Linked DNA regions of Macaca mulatta: region 1 is linked to region 2. Evidence: chromatin contacts called from public Hi-C data. All regions are on one chromosome and are shown on one strand. Each heading gives the region's core, a stretch centred on a gene start, on an enhancer-like site or on the middle of the called end of the contact. The rest is flanking DNA. Distances are from core to core; before and after follow the strand shown.

Region 1 (5,545 bases), core at 1,170-3,669, 170 kb before region 2:
ATTCATGAACTGGCAGCACCCAGTCTACAAAACAGAAAGGAAGCCAGGTGTGATGGTGGGTGCCTGTGGTCCCAGCTACTCTGGAGGCTGAGAAGGGAGGATCGCTTGAGTCCAGGAGGTTGAAGCTGTAGTGAGGTAGGATCATGTCACTGCACTTCAGCCTGGGTGACAGAGTGAGACCCTGTCTCTAAAAAAAAAACAAAAAAACACAAAACTTCATATGTTGAAGAAGGCAGAGGAAAGCATGAACAGGAAAGCATGAACATGATGAGGTGCTTTCCTTCTATTGACAGCTGTTGTGATACCTCAGTTCTTATCTTCTTAGTTTAAAATAATTTAAAGCCAGGTGCAGTGGCTCACACCTGTAATCCCAACACTTTAGGAGGCTGAGGTGGGCAGATCCCTTGAGCTCAGGAGTTTGAGACCAATCTGGGCAACATGGTGAAACCCTGTCTCTACAAAAAAGTAGCTGGGCATGGTGGCATGCATCTGGGGTTCCAGCTACTCAGGAGGCTGAGGTGGGAGGATTGCTTGACCCTGTGAGGTGGAGGTTGCAGTGAGCCAAAATTACAATACTGCACTCCAGCCTGGGTGACAGAGTAAGACCCCCATCTCAAAAGAAAATAAAACATTGAAAGAAACACACAGGAGGCTGGGCGCGGTGGCTCACACCTGTAACCCCAGCACTTTGGGAGGCCGAGGCGGGCAGGTCATTTGAGGTCAGGAGTGCGAGACAAGCCTGACAAACACGGTGAAACCTTGTCTCTACTAAAAATACAAACAAATTAGCTGGATGTGGTGTCACACGCCTCTAGTCCCAGCTACTTGGGAGGCTGAGGCATGAGAATCGCTTGAACCCAGGAGGCGGAGGTTGCAGTGAGCCAAGATCACGCCACTCCACTCCAGCCTGGGTGACAAGAGCGAGACTCTGTCTCAACAACAACAACAACAACAAAAAAAAAAAAAAAAAAAAAAAAAGAAGAAAGAAAGAAAGAAAAAGAAAAAAAGAAACATGTCAAAGGAAATCCAGCATAATTTATTGCAAAAGAAAAATAATATCTTGAAAGTTAAGTGCAGAGTAGACAGTACACCCTGAGAGAGAGAGATCGTTCAGGGAAGGCTGCTCCTAAGGATGAAACAGCAAAGGCTGGCTCTAGAGAGACCCCCTTTGTGGGGGGGTCTTACACAATTATTCATAAGGGGGTGGGAGAGGTGTTACTAGTAACCATGTTCTGGGTGGTCCTCTAGGTGCACATGCGCAGTGGCTGTACAGGCTTGTTGATATATTGCATGTTTCATTAGCATCTTAAATCTCCACCCGGGGCGTGTTTTTTACTATGATAATGAGCAAAGGGACAGGTGAAATCAAAATGCGCATGCTCCCTACAGGCGACAGTCCCTACTGGAGAGAGCTCTGCTTGAATGAGTTCAATTACAATGCAAATGCTGGAGCTTACTGTGTTGACTGTGTGGTCACCACGGTTGCCGCATCTCCAGGACATGGTCACTTCCTTGACTACCTATCCCGCCTCGCTTCCACCTGTAGCTTCCTTTTTTTTTTTTTTTTTTTTTGACACGGTCTCACTCTGTGGCCCAGGCTGGAGTGCAGTGGTTTGATGTCGACTCACTGCAACCTCCGCCTCCTGGGTTCAAGCGATTCTCCTGTCTCAGCCTCCAGAGTAGCTGCGATTACAGGCGCCCGCCACCACGCCCGGGTAATTTTTTTGTATTTTTAGTAGAGACGAGGTTTTGCCATGTTGGCCAGGCTGGTCTCGAACTCCTGACCTCAGGTGATCCGCCCGCCTCGGCCTCCTAAACTGCTTGGATTACAGGCGTGAGCCTCCGCGCCCGGCCGGTAGCTTCCTCTTCTCTGCTCTCATCATCTGTACATGGGTTTTTTCCTCATGTCAACTCTGTGATGGGCTGGAATGTTTTCTTCAGATGTGGGTAATTTAAAGGGGGCATTTTTGCAAGACGCCAACAAAAAATCGGTTTGTTCAGAGGCAAGTTTTAAATCAGGGTCCATTTTTTAATATTGATGAATCCCTCAAGAATTGTATATTTACTGCTGCCCTTCGTGAGCAAGCCTGAGAAGCGCGGGCTCGACATCTCCGCGCGCCCCAGCTGCCGGCCACCAAGGCAGGCGACGCCGGAGCACATGTCCTGAGGCCCAGGACCGTGGTCGGCCGCTTTCGCACGTGCGTGGCCAGCAGAGGGCGCAGCCGGCCAGCCCCGCAGCGAAAGATCCCCGAGTGCCGCGTCAGCGATTGGGCTCCTTGCCCTCGCCGCCTGCCAGCTGCCCTGAGTCAGCAAACCACAGAGAGGCGAGGACCTCCCATTTTCCTAGACAGAACAAGTGGGCGTTGGGGGCACGGGTGAGTGTCAAGAACAACCGACCCGGAAGCGAAACGAGGGGGAACTTCCGTTCTTTGTTCTGTCCCCGGTGTGTGGGTCTGTGACAGGGTCCAACAGGGCCTGGTCCGTGTCCGGTCCCCCAAATCTGTCGTCCCTGTCCCCTAGGGTGAGTCCACGCGTCCCCGGGTCTCGCGGTGAGACGGAGGCTGTGGTCGCCGGGGAAGGGGGTGGTGTCTGTGCCGCTGCGGCCCTTAGGGTTCCCCGGCCGGTCCCGAGCAGGGTGCGGGGAGGCGCCCCTCCGTCCCTTGCAGCCCGTCCTCTACTCCGCTTCCCCAGGGATCCCCCTAGCCTAGCGGGAGCCTGCGTAGGGGTTAGTAATGGGGCTCCGGTTCTGGTTTTATGACTTAAACGGCGCCCCAGCTGGAGCGTTCAAAAGTTTCAGCAGAGTGATAGGGGCGCCTCTCTCTTGAAAGCAGCTAATGACAGCGACCCTAACTTGGTACTTCTCCCAGACGTTTTTATTTGATGTTAACACAGTAATTCGCGCCCGTGACAGGAGAGGAAGTTTATTTTTACAGAGCTGGGTCCAAGGATCAGAGAAGTTCTGCGAAGCTTACGCAGTTAGCACGAGGGCTGGGAGTGGGTGCAGACTCCGATCCCAGGGGTAATCCTGCTGGAGCCCAGTGCATCGAGTGATACACCCGGCTCAGGCTCCGTTTTCGGTTGTATTAGATTCCTGGTTTGATCCTCTCTCTGGAAGTGGGATTGAATCCATGTCGGTGTTTACACTTTGAAGGGCTTGTGTAAACTCCAGGAGAGGATAGCAGAGTGATGAACCTGAAACCGATGGACTAATTAGAGGAACTAAGCGTATTATTTTCTCCAGAAAAGACATCTCTGGAGAGTGGGCATCATTTGATTATACGTGTTTGATGGACAGTCAGGTGGAAGAAGAAGATCCTGTTGTTGAAGCTCTTTTGTTTTTAAAAAATTTTTTATTTATTTATTTTTGAGACAGTCTCTCTCTGGAGTGCAGTGGCGCGATCGCGGCTCACTGCAATCTCCGCTTCCCAGTTCAAGCGCTTCTCCTGCTTCAGCCTCCGGAGTGGTTGGGACTACAGGCGCCCGCCACCACACCCGGCGAATTTTTTTGTATTTTTAGTAGAGACGGGGTTCCGCCCTTTGGGCCAGGTTGGTCTCCAACTCCTGGCCTCAAGTGATCCCAACCTTGAGATCCCACTCGCCTCAGCTTCCCAAAGTGTTGGGATTACAGGCGTTAGCCACCACTCCCGGCACTTTTTTTTTCCCTTTTAAAATTTTTGTGCGTGTTAAGGTCTTGCTCTGTTGCCCCCGGCTGGAGTGCAGTGGTGCCATCATGGGTCACTGTAGCCTGGAACTCCTCCCACTTCAGCCTCCTAAAGTGCTGGGGTTACAGGCGTGAGCCACTGCATGTGGCCAGTCATTGAATTTCTGTGATGCAGTAGGTCTCTGTGAGGTGAAGGTCCAAGGAGATAGATTTTCAGCGAATCACCTGAAAACTTCTAATGGCTCAGCTGTACAGTGTGGATCCCCTGCTGAAGTAGTTGGGAGGACAGTATCTAGCAAGTTAGCTGACAGAACGTTAGAACTTTCTTACCCTGGGTGGAGGTGGACCTGAGAACCTACCATTCCCTTTCATCTCTCCACGGGTGCAACACAAATACTACTAGTTGTGGTGGTGGTCTTAATTGGTATTTATTAGCATATAATAAGTATTCTCTCTTTTTTTCCTTTTCTCTAAATATCTTGATTAGAAATGAAGTTTAGGGTGGACTCGGTGGCTCACACCTGTAATCCCAGCGCTTTGGGAGGCTGAGGCGAGAGGATCACTTGAGGCCAGGAGATTGAGACCAGCCTGAGCAACATAGTGAGGCTGCATTTCTACAAAAAAAATTTAAAAAAACTCAGCTAGATGTGGCAGTGCACACCTTCAGTCCCAGCTCCTTGGGAGGCTGAGCTGGGAGGATCACTTGAACTCAGGAGTTTGAGGCTGGAGTGAGCTTAAACTCACTGCACCCCAGCCTGAGCAGCAAAGTCAGACCCTGTCTCACATGGGAAAAAAAAAAAAAAAAAAAAAAAGATATTTGCATGAATATTTTAAATTCCTTTTTTTCCCCTTAATCACACAGCATTGGCATCGACAAAAGTCAGAATTCCCGGGAACTTGAAGAGAGGCTGCTAAATTCCCAGTAATTGTTCCTTTGGCCTTCTAGGGACTGACTTCAAAGAAGGAAGGAAATAATCAGGCAGGTAAAGCTTTCTGTGTCTCATTCTCACTACCAGACCATCTATCTCGGCCCCCAGGGGCAGCACCAGGGAGTGAGGCTGGCAACAGAGCAGGGGAAGGGCCCCGCCTGGACCTGAAGCCATGGGGGCACAATGGAGAGTTTTCTTTCTGTGAGAAACACTGTTTACTGCTCCAGACACTGGGTGCTTGTTCTCAACAATATGCCTTTGAGTTCCAGCTTTGCTTAACCCAGCTGTGAGAGGGAGCATTGCCTTTTTCTCTGGAGTCAGACCTTTGACCTGCCTTTCTAGGAGTTTGTACTGAAAGCTGACTTGTTGAGGGTGTCAGCTCATAAATAGCCCTGGAGATTGTAAAGGTGGTTGATAAGAGGATATGATGGTTGGCTCTGAGACACTGTTGAAGGGACCCTGCTAGGAGGGCGATAAGGTGTGTCACCTTGATTGCCAGTGGCCTGGCTTGTGCCTGAGTCAGTGCTTTCCACTGTGTAAGGGCACTGGTATTGGACATTCTGTATCCCATGCTACCCAAAGACCAGAGTTGTCCAAACTTGTAATTGACTTTCAAACAGGACTCCTCTTCCTTTGTTCTTTTTTTTTCTTTTATTCTCTCAAACATTCTTTTATCTAACCCTCTTCCTTTGATGCCTTATGTGAGTGTAACAGTCTAATTATGAAGCACATACTTTTTGCATTCCTGATTTTTTTTTACTGCTTGCAGTTGTGAGTTGCAATAGAGTTAGCACTCAGCAAACATTTGGTATGTGAGCAAATGAGTAAAGAGATAATGAGAAGTGGATAAAATCCAGGGTTTTTTTTTTTTTTTTGAGACGAAGTTGCACTCTGTTGCCCAGGCTGGAGTACAGTGGCGTGATCTCGGGTCACTGCCACCTCTGCCTCCTGGGTT
Region 2 (5,557 bases), core at 1,761-4,260:
GCCGGATCTCAGCTCACTGCAAGCTCCGCCTCCCGGGTTCACGCCATTCTCCTGCCTCAGCCTCCCGAGTAGCTGGGACTACAGGCGCCCGCCACCTCGCCCGGCTAGTTTTTTTTTTTTGTATTTTTTTAGTAGAGACGGGGTTTCACCGTGTTAGCCAGGATGGTCTCGATCTCCTGACCTCGTGATCCGCCCGTCTCGGCCTCCCAAAGTGCTGGGATTACAGGCTTGAGCCACCGCGCCCGGCCCGTATGTGTCTTTTCTTCTTTCTGTTAAAAGTTGGACATGTTATATATTTTTTTGCTTATTTTTTCAATTCCCTCTTCATAGTATGAAGTAAAAAAAATTTTTTTTTATGCTTGGAGATGAGTGTGTCTTTCCTTCTGCTAGGACTTTGGTGCTCTTGAGTGCATAGCGGTGGTTTGGTGGTATCAATCTAGTCAGAAATTGGGCTAGGTTTACAGTTTGTTGTTGTGGTTATCCTCAGTGCACAAGAGACTTCAAATTTCTCCAGAGATAGCTTATGTGTAGGGTGTGGGCTTTATTTTGAAAGTATGTTTTAAGGAGGGCTGTATTTATGTCAACTCGACACAGAGTGGACAGTGGTAATTTTGTAATATCTCAACTTTGCTAAGCTAAACTATGTTTCCCAGAATTTCCTTTCCTTTTGTTTCTGGTTAGAATAGCCCAGAAAAGACATGGTTGTGTAAGTCCTGAAGGGCAGAACCGAAGCATCCCTCCAGTTTTATAGTTGAAACGGTGGTGCAGGGACACTAGGTGCTACTGCAGCTCATGCACTTTGTCACCAATCAGCTGGTTCTCCTTGTTGGGATGGGGCAGAAGCCTTCCCCTGAGTCATCTTCAGCTTTTTTGATTCCTGAGCCATGTGTGTGTCTAGTCCTGTGGCAAAGAGTGTCAGCTCCTCTAGCAAGGATACTCGTATCTTTAAAGTTGGAGACAGTGAAAGAATGACCAACTCGTGTCTTAGGTTACAATTCATTCTTGCTCTTCCCTACTTTATGTTCATCTTCCCTTCTTAATTGCTTGCCCTGCGAACATGAAGAAACATAGTGATTCCACTTCTCTGATTGAACCTTGGCTGGTACACAGACTTATAGACATTTTGTGATGGAGAAAAATTGTGAATTAGGGAGACTCACTAAAGAAGGAAGGTAATCTCTGGTATGGCAAGAATTAAGACATAAGGATTTTAAGGAATTTACCTGAAAATATTTAAATGACCACAGTAAGGGGAATAAATACTTTGCAGGAATGCTGAAACTTTTCATGCAATACTTAGGTAGACATACAGACACACAGATGCCATAAACACTCATGGTAAATATCAGTAACTGTTAAGAGCATTCCTTTCTGCTTGGTCCCTATTAAAGAACCAGATTCCTTCTCCACAGAGTATTCCAATTTACAAAGAAAATCCATTCATTAGTTGTCTAATTTAAATTGTTTTAGAAATATTCAGTAGAACTTTTAGCAATAACCCTAAAACAGATATCTCAAGAACCCCTTTTTCTAATAAGAAAAATTATTATGGGAAAGGCAGTATTTGATATTGGGACATAAGAAGAATGAAAAATCTGTTAAATAAGCAAAAGCCCATTAGCCTGAGGCTGTCTTGGTACTTGAGTTCTTATATAACAAAATACAACGTGACTTAGTATGTAAACGAACTGAAGTCTGACTTACTCTCTCTCTCTATATATATGTATTTTTTTTTTTTTTTTTTGAGACAGAGTCTTGCTCTGTTGCCCAGGCTGGAGTGCAGTGGCGCAATCTCGGCTCACTGCAAGCTCTGCCTCCTGGGTCCACACCATTCTCCTGCTTCAGCCTCCAGAGTAGCTGGGACTACAGGCACCTGCCACCATGCCTGGCTAATTTTTTGCATTTTTAGTAGAGACAGGGTTTCACCGTGTTAGCCAGGATGGTCTCGATCTCCTGACTTTGTGATCCGCCTGCCTCCGCCTCCCAAAGTGCTGGGATTACAGGCGTGAGCCACCACGCCCGACCAACTTACTATATTTTTATAGCAAATAGCTGGGTTTCAGCCAATCACAGCCAACCTTCAGCCAATGACAGACAACCAACTGATCAGACCATACCCCAATAAGGCAAATGCCTCATCATATCATTGCGAAATAAGGCAGACACCTAGATGTTAACTAATCAGGTGATTTCTCTATTTTGCTTCCTACAAAAGCTAGTAGCTCATACTGCTGGGCAGAGCTCTCTGAACCTCTTTTGGTTCTGAGAGCTGCCCAATTCATGAATTGTTCTTTGTGCAAATAACTTCTACTAAATTTGTCAGTCCAGAGTTTTTATTTTTTTTTTAAACAAATATCATTCACAAGAAAAGGAAGAAAGTGGGAAGAATAAAAAGCAAAGCACCTCAGAAACACAAGATCAAAAATCCACTTAAGGGATATAGATAATTCCCTGAAACAGGCAAGCATATTATTTGTTGAAAGCCTCCATGGATGTTCTTTGGGATAGCAAAATGGTTGCTACTTTTCAAATTGGATACCAAAAAGGCAATCTCTGAATCCAAATCATCCCCACGTTAGCCAAACTCCAGGCCTACCAACACAGATCCTTCAAGTCTTCCTGGCATTCCAGGCCCCTAGGCTGCAGCTCGCCCAGAACTCCTGGGACTCTAGAAGTTAAATCAGTCTAACTAGGAGACAAACACAGACCTGAACGCTCAAACTTGGAAAGAAAGGCCAAGATTAGAGGCACCTCCCCGGTTGGCTCCACCAGGGGTCACAACGTCCAGCCCTAATGTCTTGCCCAAGTCCTCTCTAGCCTTCCACGGGCATTTCAGGGTCTCTATACCTGTTTGGAGGAGCCGCTCAACGGTTCCGTCCGGCCCCGCGCCTAGGCCTGGGCCAACCCTCGCGCGCTTCCGGCGCGGATACCCAGCAGCTTCCGGTCTTGCGCGCTCAGGCCGGGCAATGTGCGCGTTCCTTTTGGGTCCTGAACCCCGGAAGAGACACTGCGCAGTACCCTCTTACGTGAGGCGGTGGCGGTTTTTCGGAAGTCGTCTGGTCTCTCCGCGGCAGTTCGCAGCTTGCTGGCCTCTCCCTCGCCTCACGTCGGACTGCGGCTCCGCGGCAGGGAAGCAGCATGGAAGCTGAGGACCTCCAGGAGGAGTTGACCTGCCCCATCTGCCTGGAGTATTTCCAGGACCCGGTGTCCATCGAGTGCGGCCACAACTTTTGCCGCGGCTGCCTGCACCGCAGTTGGGCGCCGGGCGGAGGCCCGTTCCCCTGCCCCGAATGCCGGCACCCATCAGCGCCCGCTGCGCTGCGACCCAACTGGGCCCTGGCCAGGCTGACGGAGAAGACGCGGCGCCGGCGCCTGGGCCCCGTGCCCCCGGGCCTTTGCAGCCGCCACTGGGAGCCGCTGCGGCTCTTCTGCGAGGACGACCAGCGACCCGTGTGCCTGGTATGCAGGGAGTCCCAGGAGCACCAGACCCACGCCATGGCGCCCATCGACGAGGCCTTCGAGAGCTACCGGGTGAGCTGGCTGTCGCGGTGACGATGACGGGGCTGCCAGTATTGCCCAATAAAGTTTACTTAATTCTCCTGAAAGAGCCACGAAGTGGCCGTCATTCCTATTGGATGGCATGAAAAGCCCCTGAAACTCAGAGAAGTTAAGCAACACACAAATTTCAGAGCTGGGGTTAAAACTGGAATGAGAGGAGGGGAGGTGCGAGCCCCTCAGCAATCATTGTGCAGAATTTTCAAGAAACTGGCCCTTGGGGAGCTCCTAATAAAGAAAAACATACTGAGAGGGTGTATGCCGCTGCTGTCCAATAGAAACCACATATGTAATTTAAAATCTTTCTAGTAAGATAAGGAAACGAGGTGACATTAATTTTAATAATATATTTTATTTAATCTGATTACCCCAAATATTCAAAGTTGGGATGAAAATTATCAATGAGTTTTTTTTTTTTTTTTGAGACGGAGTCTCAACTTTGTTGCCCAGGCTGGAGCACAGTGGTGCGATCTTGGCTCACTGCTGCATCCGCCTCCGGGTTTCAAGCAATTCTCCTGTCTCAGCCTCCCGAGTAGCTGGGATTAGAGGCACACACCACCACACCCGGTTAATTTTTGTTTTTTTAGTAGAGAGGGGTTTCACCATGTTGGCCAGGCTGATCTCGAACTCCTGACCTCAAGTGATCCGCCCGGCTTGGCCTCTCATAGTGCTGAGATTATAGGTGTAAGCCACTGTGCCCGGCCTCAATGAGATATTTTATACTCCTTTTTCATAATAGGCCTGAAATTGGTGTGTATTTTACGTTTTCAACACATAGCAGTTTGGAATATCCACATTTCAAGTGCTTGTATGGCTAAATGGATACTGCATTGGACAGTGCCTGTCTGTATCTGTGAATGTGATAGACAACTGATGATTTGGGAAAAGCCTGGCTTGTAATGATGAGCCTGGCTTGTTACTAGCTTCGTTCATCAGTTGGGAAAATCATGTAACATTTGAATTTGGGGATTATCTGTCCTATCTATCTCATGGGTTAAGAATCTTCAGTTAAATAAGTCACTTTACCTTACTCTGCTTCAGCCATACTGGCTTTCTTGCTTTTGTTTCAAGTCTGTTCTCTTTCTCTACCCACATCTATCCTTTAGATCCTTTTAGCTTTTAGCTCGAAGACCTTCCCTGATCATCCTTTCCAGAGTAGCCCCACCCCCTCCCATTACTGATGGTGTAACTCCAGTGGTCTCCAGCAGAATTGATATGCAGTAAGTACATGAACACACGAATTTATTTATTTATTTTATTATTATTGTTTTTGAGACGGAGTTTCGCTCTTGTTACCCAGGCTGGAGTGCAGTGGTGTGATCTCAACTCACTGCAACCTCTGCCTCCCAGGTTCAAGTGATTCTCCTGCCTCAGCCTCCCGAGTAGCTGGGATTACAGGCACCCGCCACCATGCCCGGCTAATTTTGTATTTTTAGTAAAGATAGGGTTTCACTATGTTGGTCAGGCTGGTCTCAAACTCCTGACCTCAGGTGATCCACCCACCTTGGCCTCCCGAAGTGCTGGGATTATAGGCGTGAGCCACCTTGCCTGGCCAGACACATGAATTTAATGACATAGTGAAAATGTTTGGAAACTGTAAAATACTGTACAGTTGTACCAGCTGATTATGAACAGGAAACATGCAAAGCTGGACTAGAAAGTGTACCTTCATTCCTTTACTCAGTGACCTTTATTGATGCTTACTATTTGCCAAACATTGTTTTAGCATCTGGACATAAATGGATGAGAAAGACATGGGCCTTATAAAGAACTTAAGCGTGTAGAACATTAATTTCAGTGTGTGTGAGAGTTGCTGAAGTATTTACCAAGTATACAGAAGGTCTGAGGTCAGAGTGATCACTGAGGAGTGAGGAAAGGCTCCATTGAGGAGTTGAATGTGTTAGCTCTTGAAGGATGAGTAGAGGTAGGAGAGAGGGTATTTCAGGCCAAAGAAACACCATATTCCAAATGTGGCGGAGTGGAATAGCATGTGATGTGTGAG

The links. Hi-C and Micro-C count contacts between places; a contact is called where the count stands out from the background.
Region 1: a contact with region 2 is called in a Hi-C map of fetal cortex germinal zone, with 4 times the contacts expected there. The contact joins the promoter of ZNF3 here to the promoter of TRIM4 in region 2. A contact is called at or near these places in 3 of 14 Hi-C or Micro-C datasets (fetal cortex germinal zone, fetal cortical plate and liver).

What each region holds. Positions count from the first base shown.
Region 1 is chr3:47,386,338-47,391,882 of T2T-MMU8v2.0, reverse strand. It overlaps ZNF3 (zinc finger protein 3), which reads left to right and starts at 2,419. Exons shown (of 6, transcript XM_077996262.1): 1 at 2,419-2,521; 2 at 4,524-4,644.
Region 2 is chr3:47,218,601-47,224,157 of T2T-MMU8v2.0, reverse strand. TRIM4 (tripartite motif containing 4) reads left to right here and starts at 3,010. Exons shown (of 8, transcript XM_077996240.1): 1 at 3,010-3,531. The coding sequence starts at 3,139.